2 separate regions of the Hordeum vulgare genome follow, and region 1 is linked to region 2. The links are chromatin contacts, called in public Hi-C maps. All regions are on one chromosome and are shown on one strand. Each heading gives the region's core, a stretch centred on a gene start, on an enhancer-like site or on the middle of the called end of the contact. The rest is flanking DNA. Distances are from core to core; before and after follow the strand shown. Region 1 holds the start of LOC123443709 (IAA-amino acid hydrolase ILR1-like 1). Region 2 holds the start of LOC123443708 (vacuolar-processing enzyme-like).

The links. Hi-C and Micro-C count contacts between places; a contact is called where the count stands out from the background.
Region 1: a Hi-C map of leaf shows a contact between it and region 2, with 2.9 times the contacts expected there. The contact joins the promoter of LOC123443709 here to the promoter of LOC123443708 in region 2. A contact is called at or near these places in 5 of 6 Hi-C or Micro-C datasets (leaf, seedling and an unstated tissue) and 1 of 1 datasets of contacts at active chromatin or transcription factors (embryo).

The regions. Positions count from the first base shown.
Region 1 is chr3H:308,908,508-308,913,755 of MorexV3_pseudomolecules_assembly, reverse strand. It overlaps LOC123443709 (IAA-amino acid hydrolase ILR1-like 1), which reads left to right and starts at 1,869. Exons shown (of 5, transcript XM_045120209.1): 1 at 1,869-2,364; 2 at 4,031-4,156; 3 at 5,089-5,248. The coding sequence starts at 2,020.
Region 2 is chr3H:308,681,604-308,686,896 of MorexV3_pseudomolecules_assembly, reverse strand. LOC123443708 (vacuolar-processing enzyme-like) reads right to left here and starts at 1,730. Exons shown (of 9, transcript XM_045120208.1): 1 at 1,423-1,730; 2 at 518-682; 3 at 1-156. The coding sequence starts at 1,617.

The DNA.
Region 1 (5,248 bases), core at 620-3,119, 230 kb before region 2:
GGCTTTACATTCTCGTAATCCAAATCCCCATCTGCCTCCTCAGTTTCGAGTCATTATTTTGGCACTATAAAGGTTTATAATAAGCTCCCCTTGTAATGATATCTCAAGTATATCTTCAAAGTAGATAAATTGCACTCCCTCCTTTGTTCTAAGTAACTTTGTCCGTTGTGGGGCTTTGGTATGTCAAACTCTTTCCAGGAATCACAAAGACATTGCACCTAAAGTGGACCAACGTTGTGGTGAATGACATGAATACAGGGAGTAGTGTCACCAATGGATTCTTCTATGAGCTATGGGTTGCCAAGGCTACAATAGTAACTATAATTAAGCTAAAATTAATATTATTTGTAACAGTTGTATATTTCAAGTCATATACATCATGGTTATAGAAAGAGAAAGAGCATTTTCATGTAGATGTCTGAAACTTCAAATATGGTGTGAAAACCAAGTGTGTGGCATAATTTAAGATTTCCTTGTATGGATAGAAGATTCACTTGTTTCACGACTCTAAAAAGTTTTTTTTGGTTTTCAGGTTTTTAACTTCCGTTAAATTTGGGTCAATCAATGCTTAGCCAAATTAGCTTGTAAAATTAGAGATCAGTTGATTTGATAATCGTTACCTGGCTGGCAATCCCTAACAAGTGAACTTAATACTGCTTGCATGATGCCTAATGCCTTTAGATCATGCTTATATCGTTGTATCATTGTAGCGAAAGTACAAGCATCAGATTACTTACGCATGAAATGGTTCTAGAAACCAAAATCATGTTCTAAATTATAGCAGCTATGTTCCTTTTGTTGTAGGTCATAAGGCCTTCAAATCCTACTTGTATCACTACATCATTGTAGCAAAAGTACAAGCAGTAGATCACTTAGGAAATGGTTCGCGAAGTGAAAAGCCTGTTGTAAATTATGACAATTCTATGTCTTTATTTTGTAATGCCTAATGCCTTCAGACCCTATTTGAATCATAGTAAAAATGTAGCGGAAGTAGAATTATCGGGTCACTAGGCCATGAAAATGTTCATCATTGTGTTACATGTACCTCATTGTACTATTTTGCAACACTTGAATGCTTAAAATACATATATATTTATTGTAACGTTTGAATGGTAATAGGAAGGGGATATGGGAACAAATAAACCTGAAAGTGAATGTAACTAATTATGTTTGCAAACAAAAAGATTCCATCAAAATTTGATCTCTACAAATTATTGCACATGCACGATTGCGACACAAGTAACTACATGTGAATTGACATTATAATATGTATATATTTCAATTTTAAATTCTATTAAGACGTGCAATGCACGTGCATGTTAGCTGGGGAACTCGCTTCGTCAACCAAGCCGCTCTTTCATTATTGTCTGAAAGAAGTCATGTACTGTCCCGTGGCGATGAAGATGAAGATATACGTATTTCATATGTCTACAATAGTTGTAACCCATCCGAATGTTTCATATGTCTACAATAGTTGTAACCGACATGAATGTCGTTGAAGTTGCAAAGCTATCAAGGCCGTCGCCCCGGCGTTCACTGCTCCAACATGCCTTGCGCACTTAACCGGCATCGTTTATGAGATCGTCGTTATGACAATGTCACTGCAGGTGCGTTGCACGTGCATGCTAACTAGTAAGCATTAAGAAGACAAATGATTTTTCTAAACTGACATGGCTTTTCCACAAGCACGTTTTTTGTGGTCAACAGCTAGATTCCCACCCACCTCTACAACCAAACCCCTCTACTCCTTGACGAAAAAGAAAAGAAAAAGAAAAAGAAAACCACTCTACTGCCACTGCAACCAAATCAACGTGTACCAAAGCGTCTCGAAACAAAAGACTACTCAAAGAGGGCAGAGAAAAAAGGAGGAAGTAAAAAAGCAGCCAGAATCCTCCCAAACCAAGCTCAAGGTTTGTTTCAGTCTTGCCCACGTCACTCGTGCGCGTTTCGCCTGGTTGATAGCCCAAACCGAAGCAGAACATCACGACGGAATTCATTTACTCCGTACTAGCGTTGGCCATGGCCGCTGGCGCTTCGCCCCTCCTGCTGTTGCGCGTCGCCCTCGTCCTCATCGCCGCCGCCGCGGCCTGGGCGGCGGCGCTGGACGACCCGGCGGGGCTTCTGCGACGGGCCAAGGAGGCGGAGTTCTTGGACTGGATGGTGGGGGTGCGGCGGCGGATCCACGAGAACCCTGAGCTCGGCTACGAGGAGTTTGCCACCAGTGAACTCGTCCGGCGCGAGCTCGATGCCATGGGGATCCCGTACAGGCACCCCTTCGCGCTCACCGGCGTCGTCGCCACCGTCGGCACAGGCGGCCCGCCCTTCGTCGCGCTTCGGGCCGACATGGACGCGCTCCCTATGCAGGTTTTTTTTTTTTTTTTTTTTTTTTTTGAGATAAGGTTGTTTCTTCTGCTTTACTGTTCGGATTGTATCCAACTTTTATGTTTGTATTGGGCCGTCGCGTTTTAGCTTTGCTGCGTCCGGTAGTTGAAAATTTCTTGGTTCAGCTGCCGAACCATTTCTATATTGCGACTGCGGAATTTCAGGATTTCTTCAGCGCCACTTGTTAACTTTGGAGGGGAATTGTTCTTGTTGACGCTCTATATATTAGCAGAGTAAGATTGTAAAATAATAAGGGAGCTGCTAGGCGTCGACCGGTGGATCCGTAGCAAATATCCACCACCCCAATAGCCGTCCGATTACGCGCGCAGCCGTCCGATCTACCAGTTGGATCGCCTCTTCCGGTCAAATACAACCTGAAACAATAGCCCAGTTGCAGAAACAATCGCTTTGTTGCGAAATAACTTTTGATCCATTAATTCTTAAAACAACGGTTGAGTTGCAGAAACAATTGCTTTGTTGCAGAATTTTTTCTTCGTCTTTGTGCAGCATAGGTACTGTTGGGTAAGAATTTTTTGCAACAAAGGTCATGTTGCAGAAAACTTTTGCAACATATGTCAGCTTGCATAATTTTTTCCTTCATCTTTCTGCAACAAAGGTACCGTTGCGGAAGAAATTGTTGCAACATAGGTGCTTTTGCAACTGTCTTCAAGGGATCCAGATTCAGATCCTACAACATAGGAGGTGCTGCGGTGCGCAAACTGCAACAAGCGCTAAGTTGCATAAATACAAGCTAGGTGAGCCTACATAAGACAAGCGTTGCATGAGCAAGAGGCGTCTGCCCTCAAGGGATACAGATTCAGATCCTGCAACATAGGACGTGTTGCGGTACGCAATCCGCAACAAGCGTTAAGTTGCAGAATGACAAACTACATAAGCTCAAATAGGACACGCGTCGCACAGACAAGACGATGGAAGGCTGCGTGCGATCCGCCGGCTGAAGCACAACGTTTTCCAAATAATAATACTCAAAATCTCCTAATAAACGAACCCTGATGGACCGATGACTTAAGTAGACCTCTCAGCACTGGTGTGTGAGATGTCATAATTCAAAATTGGAGGATAGAGAATCGTATCCCAAATTTTTGGCTGGATAACTGTTTGATATTGACCGCGGGGAAATGCAATATAATGCTTGTCAGTTCTCAGTACAATTAAACTTCTGAGTCTGGACAGATGGCAAACACTACTTTTCTTATTAAAAAGAGGGGCATACACTAGCCTAGTCATAGCTAGTTCCCTAGACTTTTGACCAGGATCATACAAGAGTAGGTTTATGCTTATTGTGGGAATGAAACATGTGATTAGCCTGTATGCACGTATATAATAGCAAAGCTAAGCTTCAAGCTTGTCTTGTGTGGCGATGAGACAATTATGCCATACTGTTACACAAGTAGTAGATAATAATTTTGGGAGCAATTATTGTATGCATTTTCTTGAAAAGGATAGTATAATTGTTATTCCTAGTTACTGGACATTTCTTGTGTTTATTTGAATTATTTTTTGGTGCTAATTTAAGCATTATAAGCATCCTATGCCTGCACTGAAGTATGATTAGGCTGTATTTGGCTATCACTTTATCTATTTCAAGGATCATGTTACTTATGATACCCTCATGTGTATTCTTCAGGAAAGTGTGGAATGGGAACATAAGAGCAAAGTGCCTGGGAAGATGCATGGATGTGGCCATGATGCACATGTTGCTATGCTGTTGGGTTCTGCTAAGATTCTTCAGGAGCACCGTGATGAGTTGAAGGTTAGTAAAGAGGCTCTTTCTGGATTGTAAAACGTTGTAATTTTCTCATTTTACAATGAAAAGCCGCAAGAAGATTTGAATTTTCTCTTTTAACGCTGAAAGGGTGCTTGAAGGTTGACAGTTAACTATAGGTCAATCATTTTGTTGTTGCTTTGAGTTTAAGAGGTAGTAGTAACCTTGCAAATAAATAAATAAATGAAAATATAATCATAAGATCAGTATATCTTAACACTCCACGTGATTTATTCTCATACTTCCCCTTCTTTCATTTCTTGTACAAATCATCTGTTTACTGGGTTAGAACTTTGACGGAACTAAATTGTACCAATTCAATGTTCATGTCATAAGAGTGGCGATATATTACTTTTGGTGTTATATATGAACTTTCATGGTTCAGAAACTACCTGATTCTCTATGCCGGCTATGGTAAATGAGGTTTTTGTTTGATTAAAATGTAGGCGATAAAATTTTGGTATTTCCTATGTCCACTCCACCACCGATGTTTCCTGAACTATTTGGAGATTGTGCCAAAGGGCAAGTGCAATGATTTTTGTTTCTTTTTCCTCAACACTTCCTTCTCAAGAGATGCACAATGTTGGTGATTCACTGTTTTATATTTCAAATCAACCTTCACATTAGCAGTTCTATGAATATCTTGTGACACTACATAGAAAATGCGCATGTGTATTCTGTTCTCCAATAATTGGTCATGCAACCTTTTTCAGACATCATACAGTTAGTCAAAGGATAGTTTGGTCCCCGCTTCCCCTCATATCAGTTATGTACAAACTGAACCATGTGGCTGCCTATATATCAATTATGTCAAGATTTCATAATCCTTGGCCGAAAACAATTTCCTATCTTGCACACATCAAATTTTATTTACCTGCAAAATTTGATGTTACAAACATCTTGTTGTTTGTTTACTGTAGGGTACTGTAGTCCTTCTTTTCCAACCAGCTGAGGAAGGTGGTGGTGGAGCCAAGAAAATGGTAGAAGCCGGAGCTGTGGAAAACATAGAGGTCATGTTTGGGATTCATGTAGCTGACACTGTGCCTATTGGTGTGCTGGCATCCAGACCTGGGCCTATAA
Region 2 (5,293 bases), core at 481-2,980:
AAGGACCCCAGGACCCCCATGGTCACTGTAAAACACAAAAATGTGATCATTAGGGCCACTGTCCACGACTTTGCCGCTCCCACCATTCACAGCAGTTTTATTACCGAGCAGGACAGCAAAGAAGTTCTTGACATTAACCTCCTTCCCAGTGTAGTCCTACAGTCGGAACAGAAATGTTCAGTCGAACAGATGGCAAATTGTGGATAGGGATGCATGATCATTAGAACTGGTTCATTCCATTAAGATGTTGACATTATCACATAGAAAGTTGGCCTTCTTCTTACCCACGACCAATTGGAAAATAGCATAAAGACTGATAAAATTTAGACATTCAATCATTTTCAACAAGGTGCAAACTGCTACTGAAATTACCGTTTGTGTAATTTCTAAAATATTACATTCACATTTTTCTGCAACCATCAAAGAGTTTGTAACACCCAGTAAGGTAATCTACCAATCTTAGATTTTTACTGCATCAACAATTACTGGAAAAATTTCCTTGAAGACGCGTGATTACCTTAGGGACCCCAGCATAGACATCTCCACCCTGGGGGTGGTTGATGATGACGCCCGGCCTTGGGTTCTCTGGGTTGCGCGCAATGTCGTCGTACATGAAAACGATGATGTTTTCATCCTTGAGACCACCCTTCTTCATGATCTGGTAGGCGTGGCAGATATCGGCCTGCAAAGTGCAAAATTCGGGTCCACAAATCAAACACAGTACTTAATTATCGTCACTAACCCCTCCCAATTTCATCGTCATGGTGGTACTGTACTATCAAGTGTACAAAAAAACACACACAGCTGAATTCGTGTTCAAAGAGCCTGCCAGTACGTAGCAACAACAAAATCATTTTGGCTGAGCAGTGCAGTTAATTATATCATTACGTTTTATACCATATATACAGACAAAATAGTAGCATAAGGAACCGTACTTATTAGTGGGTGGAACCACAAGGGTTGTACTACAATAATACACACTCATCTTATCAGTGTGTGGAGCCTCCTTTTCTATTAAAAAAAAAATCAGTGGGTGGAGCCCGTAACAAAAACGCAGGCCATATGTACGATATTTAATTTTATTTTTCCAGTTTATATGCCAAATGAGATGTACAAGAAATCGTTCTTAAACCAAGTATTTGCCTCACGGCGATATGGCACCGCGCCAATATCATCATCATATTAACAGGGTTCGCTAATCATAGTCCAATTTTGGTAGGATTACTCAACGCGTCAACCACGCAAAATAGGAGGGAACAATCAGGAACACGCAGCGACACCAAACGGAACATTTTTTTTCCAACCTATTGTTTCGGCGATGCACACCAGGGAATTAACCGACAGGAAGACAAAATAGGAACGGAAAATCGAGGATCGCGGAGATGCAAACGAGCAAAGAGTAGTATAATAGCGCGTGCTCACCTGGTGGCGGTAGTTGTAGTAGCCGTTGGAGCCGGCGATGAGGACGGCCCACCTGGTCCCGACGGAGTCATCGTCCTCCTGCCCGGCGGCGCGCTGCGACGGCAGCCGGATGGTGGGCTCAAGCCGTGGGGTCCGCGCGTGCGCCACGGAGAGCAGGAGCGCGAGAGGAAGGAGGCGGAAGGACGCCATCGCCATGGATGGTGTTTGGGGTTTGGATTCCGTGAAGACGCGAATTGGGAGGAGGAAGGGGTTTAATTCGGGATGGGGCAAGGGGAAAGCCTCCAACGTCTCCTTTTATTATGCGCCGGCGCTGCAGGGTATCTTTTCTTATTCAATATATGGCGCTCGTAGGTGGGACCTGCTACTAAGGCTGTGTTCGGCACTCCTCCACCGTGTAGAGGAGGGCCGCTCATCCTATTAGCTACTCCCTCCGTTTCTAAATATAATTCTTTTAAGAAATTTTATTAGGGGTCTACATACAGAGCAAAATAAGTGACTCTACACTTTAAAGTATGTCTATATACATCCGTATGTAATTCACTAGTGGAACCTTTAAAAAGACTTATAATTAGGAACGGATGGAGTACTTCCTAAATTACAAGTGCACAACGCCCCGCTCCGCTCTGCAGAGCAAAGGGAGTTCGTACAATTTCTAAGTAAGTGGGATTTATTTTATAGGCACTGCTATGAATCAGTTGGATGATTCCCCGACTTCCTTCTTCGTATCCTCGGCATTGCAGTTTTTCATGGCAGAATCAACGACGTAGCTTCCATGGCAACATCAACGGCGTCGCCGGCATACCGTTGCAACCCCGCCGTCACTCCATTGCAACCTCAATGGAGTTTCGACGACCCTCCGGTGTGCTTGACTGCAGCTGCAATACGCTTCACTACAACTCCGACGGCTCCATTGCAATCTCGACGAAGTTTCCACGACCCTCCGACATGCATCACTACACCTACGGCGAAGCTTCACTGCAATTTTGGCGATGCTTACACACCCGGAGAGTGCTCCAATGTTGTTCCGCCGCCGGCACACAACACCATGCCCCATTGCATTGCACTGGAGCTCCGTCAGTCACCGACTTGTTTCACTGCACTACAGCTCCATGGTCGTTGCACTGCAACTCCGCCGCTGACGCACGGCCCCGTGGTCGTTGAACTGCAGTTCCGCAGCTGACGCGTAGAACCATTGCCGTTGTAGTGCAGCTCCTCCACCCACCACTGGCATGTTGCATTGCATCTACACCATCGCGGCGCGGCAGCAGCCCGTTGAACTGCACCTCTTCCACCAGCTTCACTTCAACAACCAGTCTGATTTGTTACGTGCCGGTGGAACACGAGCTGTCGCAGCGCAGAAATTCGTGAGTACTACGATGGAGATCCACGACTGGGAGAAAGGCAGGGGATGAACATCAAAGGCGGGGATGCAGCACGACGGCAACGGGATGCAGCAGGGCGGGCGACAGGATACAACACGACAGGCGATGGGATGCTACGACGGTGTTGTGATGAAGCACACGGCAACACGACGATGATGACGGCATGCTGCGACGGGATGCAGCACGCCGCCGGCGAGCTGCTCCAACCCAGCAGGAGCGAGGCCATGGCGGATGCACACGGCGACGACGGAGCACATGAAAGAGAGAAGCGAGCATGGAAGAGAGGAGCGAGTATGGAAGGGAGAAGCAAGTGTGGTTCATGGCAGAGAGCGGACGGGGAAGAAAAGGGGATCTGGCTCAGGAAAGGATAAGTAAGGAGAGCGTGGGCGGTAGGCGGGCTACACGTGGCGAGCATAGGGGGCGGTTTACGTGAGACTAAAATCAGCCGGCTTAATATAAACATTTTCCTTATTCTATTCTGTCAAAAATAAAGTGGGGTTTATTCGAAGAAGTGCATTGCAGCTATCGGGTGTCACACATCCTTATATGAAAATAGCATTAAAAACATATTGAGATTTTTCAAAAAATTCTGAAATTTTGGGATATGAAACTTGAATACGTGTTGTACATCCTTGTTCATTTTCATGGGAAATGAGGGTCGTGGTATTTGCGGCATACAAATTATGATCTGATACACGTTACATTCAAGTTATTTTCTATACATAGCAATTTTTTATTTTTTTACTGTCATTATCATGGGCACCCATTCCCCATATAAACATTATCACATGAGCTCGAGATCGAGCGAGCAAGGTGAGGGTGAAGGTGAATGAGGATGAGAGAACATCCCAGACGGTTGCGGTGTCCTTATCCAGCGCGGGGATGCGGGTAGATAAGCATGAGGTGGCCATGACACGTGGTCGTATGTGTCGAGCACACGCTCGTGCCCTTCTGTCCAAAGGAAGAAGAAGACTGTCAAGCTGGGCCGAGATGGCTGCTAGAATTCTAGATCGAACACATAATTCTCCTTTTTATTTATCTTTTCTATTTTTCCATCTGTTTTTGTGTTATTTGGAGATCTAAACTATCTCCAAATGTTTTGAAAATTTAAATGTAGCTTTATAGAACCTATCCAAGGCTACACACACAATTTTCAAACATTTGGATTTATATTTATTTTATAACATAATATAAACCACATTCACATACTTTATTGATTTAATTCAAAGCTAAATCATATTCCTTTTAATCCTCATCAATATTGGGATGAGTCCAAGTAAATCAAATGAACTCTTGTCATAATCCCTAGGGTTTAGAAGGGCACTTTGGGTTCATTGGAGATTCTTTTTGGTTTTTAGCAATTTTGATTGATTTTTGAGGCTTTTGAAATACCCTCAATTCAAATTCAAAGGAATTTAAACATGATGCATGCATGCTTAGCTATTCTTATACATTACAAGTAGCTAGGGACGTGACATACTGCCATTTGGATTCAATATTTTGTTGGAACTATCCTCATGGTTGCCTTCTTGGAGCTTGGTCATCGTGAAGTATGCATTGGTGTGACTAGCCTTGGCCTGCTTATGTGTCTTTCTGCTTTCAGAGCATGCCCTGTCAGGGTTGAATCCGGTGGATCTCGGGTAGGGGGTCCCGAGCTGGTGATCTTAGCTAGATGGTAACATGACAAAGAGGGATACGATGTTTTACCCATGTTGGGCCCTCTCAAAGAGGTAAAACCCTATGTCATGCTTCAACTGTATTGAGTGTGATGGGGTACAAAGTACATGACAATCTACGAGACCGTATGTGAATGAATCTAACTTAACCATACAGACTAAACCCCTCGGCTTATATAGGCACCGGGGGTATGTCGTGTTACATGTGGGTCTGTTACATCTAGGGGTAAACATGCTGATGATTCAAATGTGCCTTAAAGTATGTGCCAAGTCTTTGGAGAATTCCATCTTGAGTATGTCGATGGGCATGGTAAACATGGCCCACATGTCAGATGTAGTAGCGGTTGGAGCCGGCGACGTGGTTATCATCGCCTAGTCCAGGACATCGCCAATAGCCCCTAAACTGGTCTTCAAGCCAAGGACATCAATTAACTTCTCAGAGTGGCTTCTTCTTCATTGTTCGGATTCGCAGGCGAGATCCATATATATTGATTTATGTGTCTTCCTCTATTGTAACCATATTTCAGTCCAAGAAGGGATATACCTCGGATATCCGAGGAGCTCCAGCTAAGCTCTCTTCAGAGTATTTTTATATTCGTCGGATCTGAAGACCCTCTCTAGGACTAGGTAGCTTAATGGAAAAGTATCCTAGTGCTGGTGTTGGTGAGTCGATTGTGCTGGGTTCTGACAACTTTGACCGAAAATAGAACTATCACCATGTACTGTTGGACCAAAAAAGTCCCATCAGTAGTCATTATACTGAGTTTTAGTGTGGCCCGAGGCTGTTGCCATTGGCGCGTCCCATCAGTAAAG